2 separate regions of the Mus musculus genome follow, and region 1 is linked to region 2. Evidence: chromatin contacts called from public promoter capture Hi-C data. All regions are on one chromosome and are shown on one strand. Each heading gives the region's core, a stretch centred on a gene start, on an enhancer-like site or on the middle of the called end of the contact. The rest is flanking DNA. Distances are from core to core; before and after follow the strand shown.

Region 1 (7,478 bases), core at 1,997-4,496, 680 kb before region 2:
CTTCCTCCAATGTAATTCAGTTTTAGTTTATTAACTCCTAAAGCTTCATTTTTTTTTAATCACAGTGATGAAATGTTACTAAGACAATACTTTTCAGTTGGGAGAGGTGGATATGCTAGCCCTCAAAGTATGAACCTGACAGGTACCCGTGTTATAAAGAATAGATACCTTCTCTTGCAAATGTGACATCCTGAAATCAGAAGACATAAAGAGAACAAATTATTCCTCAGGCCTTAGTTCTTTGGTGAGGTTGGAGGACATCATCCCAGGTCAGAGCTTACCATCCAGACTACAGGAAGGAAAGCTGTCTGGTAAATTCTATTCACCCATATGTTAACTCCACGTAGAGTTGCAGTAAGCTGTCAGATCACATGTTCAAACTCCACATGACATCACTGAGAGAAACACAAAAGCATTTGTCTGTGGGCTTTGGCCGTTAATCGGCACACCGATGAGGATGTCAGCATAAAACTTTCAGTTGACACTTAAAGCAGCTAGGCTGATACCTCATCGGGATCCATCTCTGTGGGGCTGGAATTAGAGCCCATTGTCTGAACGGTGGCTGTCAATTGCTCCAAATACGTGGTTAGGTGTGGATTAAAATACCCTATCCTGAAGAGAGGACGCCAGAGAGGTTCATGCGGGGGGTGGGGAGGGGTGGGGAGATTGTTACATAATGCAGAGGCTAGCGGCAACCAAGGGGATCCAGTTTTTGAGACTGTATTCTTACATAATGCCTGGGGGGGCCATTTAAGGAGACATGCAAAACGAAGGTACCTGTACACCAGACTGATTGCTGTGTAAAGAACAGCAAAAACAATAAATTCCCTGTACAGCAGCTTGTAGATACTACCTCTCCACTTGAGAAGCAACCTATGAAATCCAAAAAATGTTGCATTTGCTACTTTACTGGAGTAAGTGACAGTCATCGTGGGTGGTTTTGTTCTAGAAGAGCAAGAAGACAAAACACGAGTGAAAAGCAAAGTTGGATGTCAACACAGGCATACACTTTCCCTTTCTTTCTTAACCAAAGGAAACTAAAGCCAAAAACTAATCAGCTGACCCACCCTCCATGCATCACGCACTCCTCTCATAGTTTAGAACTTGTAGATAATACCGTATCACCATCTAGCATCTCGGCACTAAATCTGACACAGAAGGAGAAGAAGATGGTCCCTAGAAAGACTGTTTTTAGAAGCCCTGACATTTCTGCATTCGATAAGCATTATTTTAGAGTCTGTAGCTTTTGCCCAATACATAATCAACATTAGCACATGAGGCATACTAGCCACTTCTTAGTCGCAGGAGGATTTAGGAAATTGGTTTGCTAAACTGATGATGTTTTTAAAAAGCAGTGGCTATACTCGTTGTTTGGGCCAGTGTCTGCTAAAATCCTTAAAGAAATATTGATTTCACCTTTAAACTTCCTAAGAGGAAAAAGTTATTGATCCCTTCTTAGGAACCAGGAGCGATTGTCAGGAGGAAGCCCGGCCCCCAGAGCAGTTTAACAGATGGGCTACTTGGGTGTGTCGGGGGGTGGGGGTATCTTCCTGAGATGTGAGTCTCTCAGCAGCTCTCAGGGTGTACAGTCGGAATTCTGTACCTTTCAAAGGGAGCCGTAAACTTGATATTAAAAAGGCTACACTTTCCCCTTGGAAAGTCTCAATGAAATAATCAGAGACAAACAAACTGAGTCTTTTCTTTCTTATTTTGGAAGACAGGGTCATCCCACATTGACCTTGAACCTGGCCTTGAACTTTTGCTCCATTTCCAGTGAGCGCTGGAATTGTGGGACTGTACCACCGCCACTGTATGTAGTATTTACTTAGCGTTTTGCTTGGCACCGAGTCTTGTGTGTGCTGGGCAGGCACTGTCTCATGTGTGCTACATCCCTAGTGTGTCTGTAATTTAGAACACCTTGTTCTGGATTCATTTCGTGGACGTGGGCAGGATGAGAATGGGGCCTAATCCCAGTTTTCTTTGAGCTCCCTGGCATGCCTCGGCTTCTCACTGAGATGTGCCATCGGACTTCGAATAGATGGCTCAAAGCCGACCTTTGTTTGGAAACCTTACTCAGCTAACTGGGTAGTATAGGTCACATGCAAACAAAAGGAGATCTCTTTAAAATGTTAACTTTTCTCCAAAGGAACTACAAAGAACTTCTCACAGAGCAACACAGGCTGATAGATTTTAGGTCAAAATTATAATACACACACCCACACAAAAACCCAACCAAACAAACCCTAGAGCATATTTTTTTCCCCCCGTAGAGCGATTTATATCACACATTCTATCACAAATAAGAGAATGTTTCATTTAGACAGGCAAATATCCAACTGTGATTTATCCAGTTTCTCTAAGGACGTAAGAGCTGGCAGCTGTATCCACAGCAACAACAGCAAAGTGCTGATTTGTCCTCCATGGTTGTTGATTTTAATTAAACAAACCAGGGCCCTTTGCCTAAGTCAGTAGGTGACACCACAGAAGGGTGGGGTGCCTGCCCTAAAACAGGCTTCGCTTTGAGATCGCCACCTTGTCTCTCTGCCTCGGGAGAACTCAGCGACAGGGGAGAACAGAACAGCAATGTCCTAAGCTCTTCTCCAGGCAGGCCCCGTCAAGGGACAGCCTCTAACCAATCCCCTTTTCTTCCATTCACTCCTTCACCCTCAGTTCAGGCTCTGTCCGAAACCCGACGCCCACCAAGCATAAGGTCACGTTCAAGTGCAGAAGCCGGCTCGCGCACTAACCTATTTCTTTGGAGTCTCTCAAGGGAAGAGAAATCTTCAAACGATCTGCCGTCCCTGAAGAGGTGCCGGCTTCCACCCTCACTGGTGACCAGCTGGGTTTCCTCCTAGTTCTCCTGCTGCTGTGGCGATCCAGCGTGTAGTGAGTCCAGGGTTAAATGTTTTTCCACTTGCAGAGGCCTGTCTGTGCCAGTTTGCCCACTGATGACAGTTATAGCTGGGGACAAACAGAAGTGACAGCTGCTGATGGTGCTTTTTTCTAATCTATAATTATAACTCCACCTGCCGCCCAAAGTACCCCTTTGAACAAGAAGTCAGCGGCGGTGGCGGGAGGATGCTGGGCCATTTAAGTCCAGTTAAGATTCATTTCAACTCTGGCCTGGGATCAAGGAAGAAAAGCCTTTTTCTACTGAAAAGGTCTGAACATACTCCAGTAGCCAAAGAGGGGATTAGGACAGTCTTTTTGTGCATGAAATGAAGAATAAATTCTTATGGAGCCATACACTGGGGCAGACAGGAATGAAAGCAAGAATTCTGATCTTCTGAGAGATCTTGAGAATGCTCTTCCATTAAAAGCAGCAAGAGTGTGTGTGTGTGTGTGTGTTTAGGATGTGAGTATATTTATGTGCATGTGTAGTATGTGTATGTGTGGTATATATGTGTGTGTGCATGCATGTGTGTCTAGGGTATGAGTACATTTATGTACATGTGTGGTATATAGGTGTGTATGTGTACATGTGTATGGTGTATAGATATGTATGGTGTATAGATGTGTGTGGTATATAGGTGTGTGTGTGTGTATGTATGTAAGTGCATGTGTGTTGTATATATGTGTATGGTGTATAGGTGTGTATGTGTTCATGTGTATTGTGTACATGTGTGTGTGTACATGTGTGTGGTTTATATATGTGTGTGCACGCACATCCATATGTGCATGCATGTATGTGTAGGATGTGAGTATATTTGTATGGTAAGTATGTGGTGTACATGTGAGTGTGGTATGTGTGTGTGTGGTGTATGTGTGTGTGGTGTGTGTTTTAGAAGTGCACAGAGAATTATGTGATGGCCTGGTGCAGTGGAAAACTGTAACCCTCTGTCTTATTATGTTTCTCCCATGGTTAACCAGAAAAGCTTGTTATTCGAGATGGTTTCTTTCAGATTTATAATAATAGATATTTTCTTTCTTAAAAGAGGCTGCTCATCTGAGTTCTGTAGGTGATAGACTAATTAATTAATCTGAGGGTCATTTCCTGAGACCCTGTTAACTTTCTGAGGTAATTTTTCCACCTGTCATTACACCACAAGCTTAAAGAGAATAGCAAAAAATAGTTTTTGTAGAGAAACATGTAGAATAAAATATTATAAAAATCAAGACTAGGCTATGCCTGGTGGGTCATGACTGTAATCCTATTGATGGGAAAGTTGAAGCAGGAGACTTACCCTGAGTTCAAGGGTAGCCTGGGCAATTCAGTAAGTTCCAGGATAGCCTCAAAACAAATAAGCAAATGGATGCTTCCCCCACAGCCCTAAAAAGGAATACATAAAATTCAAATTTCTAAAGAATTAGTCAACCTTATGTGCATGTGAGCGACTTGGTCAAACCGCAAGCGCTTTAGAGTCCTGACAGATTAATTTTTCTGGCTTATTTGTATTGCTGGCTTATTTGTCCCTGTTCCTCTTGTTGCTAACTTCAGGTCGGGGGTCCTGTGAATAATGAATATTCATTTAGTAATTGTGTGCTAACTGATCGCACCCCTGGGGCTCCATTAACGGGTACTGGATCTTGTTACTGTTTGGTTATCACACTTCCACAGCTTTGAGTACCACGGGGGATTTGTGAACATGCAGAATGCAAACGTCGTATGCCACATCTTACATCTGTACTGCGGAGAAAGTGGGCGGTTAGACCTGCAATATTGTAAACAGTTTTCAGATTTGGTGAGCGTTATGGAATTTGAACTTCTATAAACCCTTGTGTGTACAAAAGGGAAACACTGCAGGCTCTATACCTCCCCGCTCCGGCTAGATGTGTAGCGGCCCCCAAACAGCGTAATTTGCAGTGGCCTTAACAGAAAACCAGGAAATCAGCATGCTTTGCAGGTGCGGTGTAAGCACTGTGGGTTGGTGAAGGCCACCAGGTATCCCATAGTGTTCTTTTTCTGCTACAAAGATGTGGTAGACAATCCCTACATGAGCATGCCGTTAGATACAGAGGGGACATGACTAAGGTCAAAGCTTAAGTAAAACAACATAGCTAAACAAAGCTTAAAAATTCAAATGGATTATCTTATATAGTGTCCACTGTTTTGTTTCGAGACAGAACCTTTTAGTGGCCTAAAACTCTCCCAGTAGGCCAGGCTAGCCCACCATGAGCCCTAGGGACCTACCTGTCTCCAACTCTCAGACACCACCCTGATTGCTTTTCATGTGGAGGCTTGGGATTGAACTCAGCGTTTCCAAGGCAACTGTTCTACCGACCGAGCGTCTCCCCCGGTTCCATTGACTGATCAATTTCTCAACAACAGAATATCTCAGTTCAGTTGATTTGTGAACAACACTCACAATGATTCTTACCATACAGGTAAAGTTTCCCTGATGGTAAGTGTCCTGAGAACCCGGACTTTATTCCATCTCTGGTGGACTAAGCCAGCCTGGGCTTCCGTGATGGCATCTATGGCTCTAAACCAGGCAGCTGGTTGGGTCAGTCACTTGGATTTCAGGTGTGCAAAGTTTGATGCATGCCATTGGACAGGGAACTCCACCCCATGCCAAACCAAAGGCTATGGGAAACCTCCTCAATTAGGCTTTGATTTCGGGGAGCAGTAGTGAACCCCCGAGAACTAGAAACACGGTTCATTTTACAACAGGGTCAGCTTTAAGCCCAGAGGAGACTGGATATTTGAGGAGCCATCAGTTCCTCTCCGTGCAGAGACAAATTGCCAACTCAACAAAATGGAAGTGCATTCGTTCAGGTAATGAAGGTGATCTCTTTTTTGAAATGGACACTGTGGAAATTTCCTTCTATTTTAGACACAAAAGCTCCGAGTCCAGAGAATTATGAAGACAGTGCTGAGAGTGTACTCTGCGCGCAATAATCAATGATGTTTCCTAAGTAGATGACACCGCTCCATTCACAGCCCAGACCGCTAGAGGGGAAAATGAATTAAAAATCTGTACAATTTCACCAAAATCAAGTAAATTCAGATATGTTGCTTATTCCAAACAGCCGTGAAATTCTGTTACTTGACAACCCGTGTTTGTAAATCATATTATCATGTGGGTAAAGGGTAGATTTAGGGAAATTTTACCCTTAAGTAGAGGGATAAGCCAGGTGTGGTGGTGCACACATGTAGCTTCAGTATTTGGAAGCCTGAGGACCAAGAGTTCAAAACCTATTGTCATGGTCATGTAGTGATGTTCGAGGCCAGTCTCGGGGGACACAGGTGGCCTGGGCTGCATTTGACCCTGTTTCAAAGATGGTGGATGGGGTACAGGTGGGAATGAGAAGCACCCATTGCTTCTAAGGAAATGTTTATTTTGGCACACAGTTCCACAGGTACAGTGCATCACGGCAGGGAAGCTACGACAGCAGGGGCAGGAAGCAGGTGGTCAGTTTCACCCACGGTCAGGAGTAGTGACCCCTGGACCCTGGCACTCAGTTCACAGTCTTCTCTTTATGCTGTCTAGGGCCCCTGGCCCACGGAACCGAACCATCCACACTTGGAGTAGGTCCTCTGGCCTCAATAGCTCTACGTAGATCTAGAAACTTCCTCACAAACGGGGCCAGAGAATTGTTTTTACAGTGATTCTAACTCCCGTGAAGCTGGAACAGTTGCCTGTCATGTCTTACAGGTTGATAGTCAGCTCAGCTCAACTCTGCGGTGGCTTGAATGAGAATGGCCCCCTTCCCCCCCCCCCCCCCCCCGCTCATATGTTAGGATACTTGGTCTCAGTTGGAGCTGTTTGGGAAAGATGAGTGTGGCCTTGTTGGAGGAAATGAATCACTGTGGTTGGCTTTCAGTTTTTAAAAGATTCTTGCCATTCCCAGACTCTTTCCTTCTCCCTCTCCTGCCATCCCCCTTCCTGTTCCTCCTCCCCCCTCCCTTTCTCTCTGCTCTGCCTGGTGCTTCCAATCAAGATGTAGCTACGAACCCAAGGCTATGCCCCTCCCACCATGACAGTCATAGAATCTAACCCTTGAAACTAACTATATCCCCCCAATAAATGCTTCTTAAAATAAGTTGCCGTGGTCATGGTGTCTTATCACAGCAATAGAAAAATAACGACAAATTCAACTCAGGTTTCATAGTCCTGTAAATGTGCTTCTAACTGTGAGGGCCATCTTTTTCCTAATGAGTGTTCTACCTGCTGCTGCGCATTGCAGCTGATAAGATTCCTTCCTTGCAAAAGGCCCCAAACATGAAGGGCTTTCTAAAATGTCCTCTTTACACCACTGCCCATTCTTTCATCAACTCCTGCTGGTGCCACCTTTGAGATTTATTCAGACTCCACCCCCCACCCCCCCCCCCACCCTCACCTCCTGAGAGCTCTACTGGTAGCTTTCCAGCTGGTCCCCTGCTCTATACTTTCTCCCTCTCAGTTTATTTTGACACATAGCAGAGCCATCTTATGAAAAGCTAAGTAGGAAAGGCCATTAGATCGTTTAGGAGAATCAGGAATGTTCCTTGCTAACTTTATTAATATGTAATGAAATTACATGTAGATTTATTTTTT
Region 2 (7,144 bases), core at 1,623-4,122:
CACACCATCGTACACACGGGCACGGGAAAATGACCATTATGAAAATACCATCTGTAATTCTCATCCTGAAGCTCAGGAAATGTATGGGGAAAACTACCTCCGTAAGAAAAGTAATGAGCCTGGGATGTCGATCAGTTATACAGTGCTTGCCTAGTATGAAGCTGACCCTGGGTTCTGTCCCTTGCATGCACAACAGTCAATATAACATAGATATTTCTTTTGCTTCACCAACAGCCTCTGGACTTGAAGCATCTCCCTGCGTAACAATGCAAGGCTTGTTTTAGAATGCTAACATCTATAGTGAACCTTTGCTTAGGATCTTTTGCCCAGAAGCCAAATTCTTGCGTTAAACAACTGTCTCCAAGCTCCTTAAAGATTAAGGGTTTCCCTGAAGCTTCTGAAAACGCAGCTACTTCAAAAACAATCTCTCTGCTCCACTAAATACACACGGTTGGTGATACCCTTTCCAGCCTATCTGGAAGTCGAAGGTTCAACATCCTACAGTCACAGGAATTCATGGAACCATCTTTAATTTCCCAAAACCCAGCAAAGTAATGACTGAAAACCCAGCTGTTTCAACTCCGGGGAAACCATCTAATTTTGTCGCTGATTTTCCTCTTTCTGGCTCCATATACACACAAGCACATTCTTAACATGCAGCTTATCTTTGCAAATTAAGGTTCCTTTAGACCTCAGAAATCACCTCTGTGTTTCATGTGCAGTAAGCCCAAGGGTCCAAGTGGGCATTGTGGCTTTCATTCCGAGGACTCACTGAAATTTCCCAACCCTGCTTGCACTGCCCTTCTGACAGGTGGTCTTCAAAGAGCTGCGGTCATAGAAACCACCTTTGTTCTGGTGGGAATGGGAGGCACCAGTGTGAGAAATGCTTGGGATAGTCTCCATAGATGGAAGAAGTAGGGCTGAAGCATAGTCCAGTCTTTCATTTCACAGGTTAGAAAAGTAGTGGTGGCGCACGCCTTTAATCCCAGCTCTTGGGAGGCAGAGGCAGGCGGATTTCTGAGTTCAAGGCCAGCCTGGTCTACAGAGTGAGTTTCAGGATAGCCAGGGCTACGCAGAAAAACCCTGTATTGGAAAATAAGAAAAAAAGAAAGAAAGGAAGAAAAAAGAAGAAGAAGAAGAAGAAGAAGAAAAAAGAAAGAAAGAGAATGGGACATGTGTGTGGAGGGGCACAGACTCTTAGCATCCACACACAGAAGGAATAGCCACACATGGAAGGAGTAGCTGAGAAAATCACAGACCCCAAGTTCAGAGCAACAAAAAAATATTCTCTACTGTTTTGTAATTCAAAAAATACAGAATCTTTTTTTTTTTTTTTGCACCCTCATTTCAAGGGGCTTTTCCAACTTTCCCTATCCTATTCCTGATGATTTTATGTCCTGGTTCACGCCTTATACATATAACCAGGCATATCCTTAATCACCAAAACTTATTTATTCTCAAAACAGTTACTTAAAATGATCTGACGTCTGACAATTTAATGTAATGGAAGCTCAAACTACATCAATTTAAAAAATTCCCTCTGCTGCCCTCCCCTCTCCCCCTGAGTCCCCCCTCCCCCTTTCCAGGTGCCGTTCATTCAGCTGCTGTTTAGAGCTTGCTTGACTCTTTAAGAGTCAAGCAAGCTACACTGATCAGAACTCAGCCAACTAGAAGTCATGGTCCAATATCATCACAGGTTATTCCTCTCTCTAAATATATATATAAATTTGATATAATACATAAAATATATAAATAAGTATATATATCCTTTTTAAATGCCTACAGATCAAAGGAAAGTTTCGGTAGGAAAAGTCAAGGCTCGGCGTAGAGCAGTCTGGCCGACCATTACACCTGTGAACTTTACCTGTCTGTAAGACCAGAGTGCTCTCTTCTCCATCCAGAGAAACAATCCTGAAGTTATAGACGGTCCCTGCTTGTAAATCCTTGGGGTTACATCCGTAGGTAAAGTTGTCTATCCGAATAGGATGGCACCACATGGGCCCCGAGGTATCACTGCTGTAGATGAGGCTAAAGTTACAGGGTGACGCGAAAGTCCTCCACTGGATAGACGCTGACAAGCTAGAGACCCTGGACTCCAACAGTGTGAAGTTACATTTCACTTGCTCTGCCACTCCAGTCTGTAAAAGAATCAGAGAGCACAGATTAAGTCCATAGCCTGCACTGCCTAGAGATGTCCGCAGCAAGCTCCCCAAGTCACCTGTCCTCACCCCTGGAGTCCAGCTACAGCTGGCCTCTCATCCTCCAGTCCAGGAAAGGGCCCACGGGGAAAGTGGCTGGCAGGAGACTTTCACCCTAGTTGTCCCACCTCCCCCAGGAACAGCTGCAGACACAGGTTGCTTTCTTGACAGCAGGGAGAGCTGTCAGTTTGGTAATGGTAGGGTTTCAGAGAGGGTGGATAGATGGCTGTCCCATAGATAGGAGGGAAGGAGCAAGAGATTTCTGTCCCTTTTTTCCTAGCAGCTCAGCCCCGGAGGCCAGCAACAGGACATATTCAGTTCTTGGCTGGGGTGGAGCATCATCCCCAGACCTTGCTCTGCCTGCTTACCTGCACGACGCTCAGTGTTATCCACAAGGCCGTTAGGGCTCCATGCCTCAGCATCTCGCTGGGAGGCCAGCCAGGGCACTTCTGGGTACCACTTGTTGAGCGCTCAGCGCGCCCTGCGGGCGGGCGCAGCGCGCTACCCTCGGGGCTGGCGATGCTCAAGGGCCGTGGCAGCCGCTGCTTCTGCTGCCGCCCCGGGCGGGCAGCGGACACGACAGGCGGCGGGGACCCGCGGCGCGCGGCCCTTCCCACGCTGCCATTCTGACCCGCGCTGCCTCGCCCCCAAAGCCCCGTCCGGGACTTCCGCAATCAAAAGGCAATTTCCTTGTCTCCCGGCAAAGGAACAATGCTCGGGAGAGGGAGGGAGCCCTGAGGAGCCAACGCCTGAGGCTGCCAAGGGGGCCTGAGGCCAGCCAAGCTGCCACCCCTCCCGCCCCCTCTGCCGCCACCCCAGCCCCCCCAGCCAAGAATCCCTTCCTGGGCCGCAAAGTCTTGCTTTCACCTCCTCCTTCACTCTCACTTTTTCCTTCTCAGTGGTCCTTGACCCTATCCTACAACCAGTAAATAGTGCTTGAGCCCTCTCGCTTTTCAGCCCCCCCTCCCTTCTGCACACCCAGAGCCCCCCTCTCTATCTTCCTTCCTATCTTTCTCCAGGACCTCTTTTTTCCCAGGCTTAAACTTGACCCGAGCACATTTCCCTGGGTCGCCCACACTCTTTCCTGAAGCCTTTTATTAGAGGGCTTTAGTCCTTCTCACCTCAAAACACTCATTTGTCACGATGTGTATCCTCTTGACATCAGCCAGAGAGAAAAGACCCGCCAAGAGCCAGCCCATCAACAGGAGCGCCATCTCTCCAGCCACTTGCCCGTTTCTGTACCACAGGTCTGTGTGTTCCCTAAATCTCAGGCAAATACTGTGAAGCTACAACAAAATATCCATCACCTATGTGCTTTAGCCCCTGCAGGCAATCCCACCACTGACCATCCAGAAGGGCATGCCATGCCCCACCTGAGAGAAGAAGGCAATTATCAGCTCAGTTCACTGGGAAACACTCCAGGACCCCAGCTTCTTTCTACGCCTTCCAAAGCAGCTGTGGTGTTTTCCACACTAACTGCAAGCGCATTAGAAACTGTCCCATACCCTGTAGAAATGTGTCTAGAAGTGGGTCCTAGAAATAACTCCATCCGAGCAGCAAAAGTGCTTAATGGAATGTAGGTAAGAATAGCGAAACATCGCAGCCACTTTCATAGTTGTAAGGTTTTGGGTGCATAACCCTACTGAAGTAACCAAGACAAGGCAGTCATGTTCGGATTCCATTTACTGTTTGCTTAAGATAGTTCTTATCCCCCCCTCCCCCCGCACGTCCTCCACCCCCATAATTGTCATGTCTGCCTTGGCAACATAGTTGAGATTTCCATACCTCGACTTTGGTCCAGATGTATTGAGCAAAATAGTTGGCAAGTTGTAACTAAAATGACCTCTATGCTCTGGCAGGAAGGAACATTTTGAGGTTCTCTTATCCTCTTCTAACTTTGACATATCTTTGTGGTTTTTGCCTTTTAAAAATGCTATATCCCTGAGCTTGAAACATTCAAGAGGTGTGTGAGCCTGCTCTTGGCCTGACCATTAATAAGCACTCAAAAGTTTTAATTGGTGTAATCAGGGTGGTTGTCAATAACTATCTTGCATGGATTGTTATACTATATTTCAAATCACTAGGAGGAATAAGACATAAATCCCCCCCCCCCACACACACACATATATTACAGAGTAGATAAACCTGTTCTTGGCTACTTATGTCTAAGACCTACTTTGAGAAAACGTAGAAAATTTGAAACAAGTGAAAATTACTTCTGTTCCTTTAGAAAACACGCTTGCCATTATATCTTAATGAAAAATGGAGGTTTACCCCATTCAGACACCCCAGTGTTAGAAGCAGCTACACAGAGGCGTGGACCTCCCTTGCAAGTCAGCGAACACCGACGCATCGCACATCAAGCACCTGCATGCTTCGGGGAAAGTGCAGAATTGCCTGTTTCTTCACCCAGGTTGCTTGCCTCACTCGCTACATTTCCATTCTCTGCATCTTCAGCCCTGCACTCCTTTCTGCCTCCTGACTCAGTTTCTTCTCACCGCCATTAGCGGTATGCTTCTAGCAGGTATGCTTCTAGCAGTGTGATTCGTTACAAGCACCAGCTGCCTTGAGATGTTTCTTCTCAGCTTACTCTTCTTCAACATTACCTCTCTGTATTTGGGAAATCAGTCTACTTCAGTCGAAGAACATTCTAAAGGCTCCATGGAGAGAGCTACTGTAACATTGCAGGTGGGGAAGCAACTTTGCAAACCTTATTCCAATAAGGGTCAGCTTGTTCAGCTGCGGGTGCATCCACACCATTTTACTCTGTTACTTTATCTTCGTTCGTTTTAAAGTTCACTGCCCCCCCCCCCCCCCCAGGAGCAACTTACTAACGCCTAATGCCTAATGTTCATGCTCTTCCTTGTCATTTTCTCCGGGACGTCACATTTTTTCTGATTGATTTTTCTGATTGGCAGTCTTTCTACTGAGATATACTAAATATTCACTCTTGCATGAGTGTGCACACACACACACATGCTCACATTCACTGGCGCGTTGCATTCTTTTTGACCAGTTTCCTCGTGTATCTATTAATCCCTCCTTATGACTTAGATGCTGCTAAAGAGGAGCAAACAGGTCTGTGACATTAACATCTCCTGAATCACCGCTCAGATGCTCCCCTCCCACACTAACAGGAACCTGCTAAGAGTGAGCCTAGGAAGTAAGAACTGTCGTCTTTAAATCCATTTTCATTCCTGAGCTATCAAAGATGAACGTGTACATTTAGAATAACTGAGTTTAAATAATTTTTAATACCCTTAATATAGCTGAAGAATCCTATCAGTGCACGACAGAGAGGGCCAGTAGTTATAAACATTTCTTTTCCAAAGGTATATAATTGCAGACTTTATTGGTATTCTATCATTAACATCTTTTTTTTTTTCTTTTTTTTCTTGGATATTTTCTTTATTGACATTTCAAATGTTATCTATCTTTAACATCTTAAGGCTGACAACAGAGCTTTCAATACTTTGTGGGTTCTAAATATCCCACAAAAATTAATAGAGAATGAGACAGCAGGGCCAACTTAAACGACGAGGACGTATAGGGGCTAGGCACGTAAGAGCACTCATTGCTTTTGCAGAAGACCTGGGTTCAGTTCCCCATACCCACATGGTGATTCACAACCATCCTTAGCTCCAGTTCCAGGGGACTGGATGTTCTTCTGACCTCACGGGCACCAGACCTGCGTGTGGTGCACATCATATAACTGCAACAAAGCACTCACACACGTAAAGAAACATTCTAAAAGGAAAAAAAAAAGAATCACAGCTACAGTGTTAATCTTCAAATATGGCTACAGGATCCAGGAAGCACAGGACACTTGCCCTAGTTATGAAACTGTATAAATATAGCGTGTAAATACGTTGACTTGCTTCGTCTTCGCTCTCTTTGTTTGGAATTCCTCAACTGCCTTTGAGCCCATCATATGGCCCTGCGTTTACTTTAGAAGTCACTGCATTCCAGGAATGCAGACCATTCTGCGCTATTACAGCGGATATCATTTTCTCCGAGTCATCAGGAAACCTTTCCCAGACTCCACAGGAAGGGTGTGGCTGCTTCTGACTAGACATCGGTCACTGAATAGTTGTCTTTTAAAAGCTGCGATAAAGATTCCTGGTAACAATCCTGTTTGAGTTAACACAGCCGTTACTTACTTACAAACGCACAGCTAAGGCATAGATCTTGCTACATTGTGAACAGAGACAGAGTCTTGCACCAGTCGCCAGGAATCAAGAACCACTATTTGGGAATGGTCACTTGATGCCTTCATATATTCTTCATACTTAGGGGCTTATTGCAAAGAGTCATTGAAGAATGCAAGTAAACAAGTCTATAAGAGGTGTATAGGGCACGGTGTACATGTTCCTGAGCACAGGATCCTCCATCCCCATGGGGTGGGGGTGGGGGGATGTCATCCTCTCAGTGCCTACCTTCCTGGAAGCCCTCAACCTCAGGTGTTTGCCTTTTTAATAAAGATTTCACGAAGGAGGACAGGTTGCATCATTGACCTATGGCAATGAACTCAATCTTCAGCTCTTTCCCCCTCCATGAGACCCTTCCAAGCCATCCTTGATTTCCCCAGCCTCCTCAACCCCATTAAATGTTTTATCAGCCATGCCTCTAAAAATCACTGTGTTCATAAAAGCTTGGTCTGGTTGAAAACAGTGATCCCCTCTCTTTATTCATTTGAAACTGTTTGAGGGACCTAAGTCAAATGTCCTAACAAAATATATTTTAATTATTTTGGTGCTGGAAGAAATTACAAGGACTATAGGAACTGTGAACCAGGACCTGGGGATTAAAAAAAAAAAAAATCTGCAGTCAGATTGTTCCTTTAGACTTTAACCCTAATGGGCCCATCCGTGGTCCAGTGCTTTCTCCCTTACACAAGCTTTTGTCAGTGGCTGATAATGCCTGGGTAGAGTTGGGTTGTACTTCCT

The links. Promoter capture Hi-C pulls out the DNA fragments that hold promoters and counts their contacts.
Region 1: a promoter capture Hi-C map of second pharyngeal arch cranial neural crest shows a contact between it and region 2. The contact joins the promoter of Best3 here to the promoter of Ptprb in region 2. A contact is called at or near these places in 11 of 39 promoter capture datasets (the C10 cell line, the HPC-7 cell line, cranial neural crest and 7 more) and 3 of 115 datasets of contacts at active chromatin or transcription factors (the NIH/3T3 cell line, extraembryonic endoderm stem cells and pancreatic cancer cells).

The regions. Positions count from the first base shown.
Region 1 is chr10:116,982,082-116,989,559 of GRCm38.p6, reverse strand. It overlaps Best3 (bestrophin 3), which reads right to left and starts at 3,246. Exons shown (of 10, transcript NM_001007583.1): 1 at 2,748-3,246; 2 at 778-945. The coding sequence starts at 929. Gm46182 (a long non-coding RNA gene) reads left to right here and starts at 2,797. Exons shown (of 3, transcript XR_001779645.1): 1 at 2,797-2,886; 2 at 4,559-4,682; 3 at 5,178-5,894.
Region 2 is chr10:116,297,102-116,304,245 of GRCm38.p6, reverse strand. It overlaps Ptprb (protein tyrosine phosphatase, receptor type, B), which reads right to left and starts at 2,872. Exons shown (of 32, transcript NM_029928.2): 1 at 2,567-2,872; 2 at 1,865-2,138. The coding sequence starts at 2,620.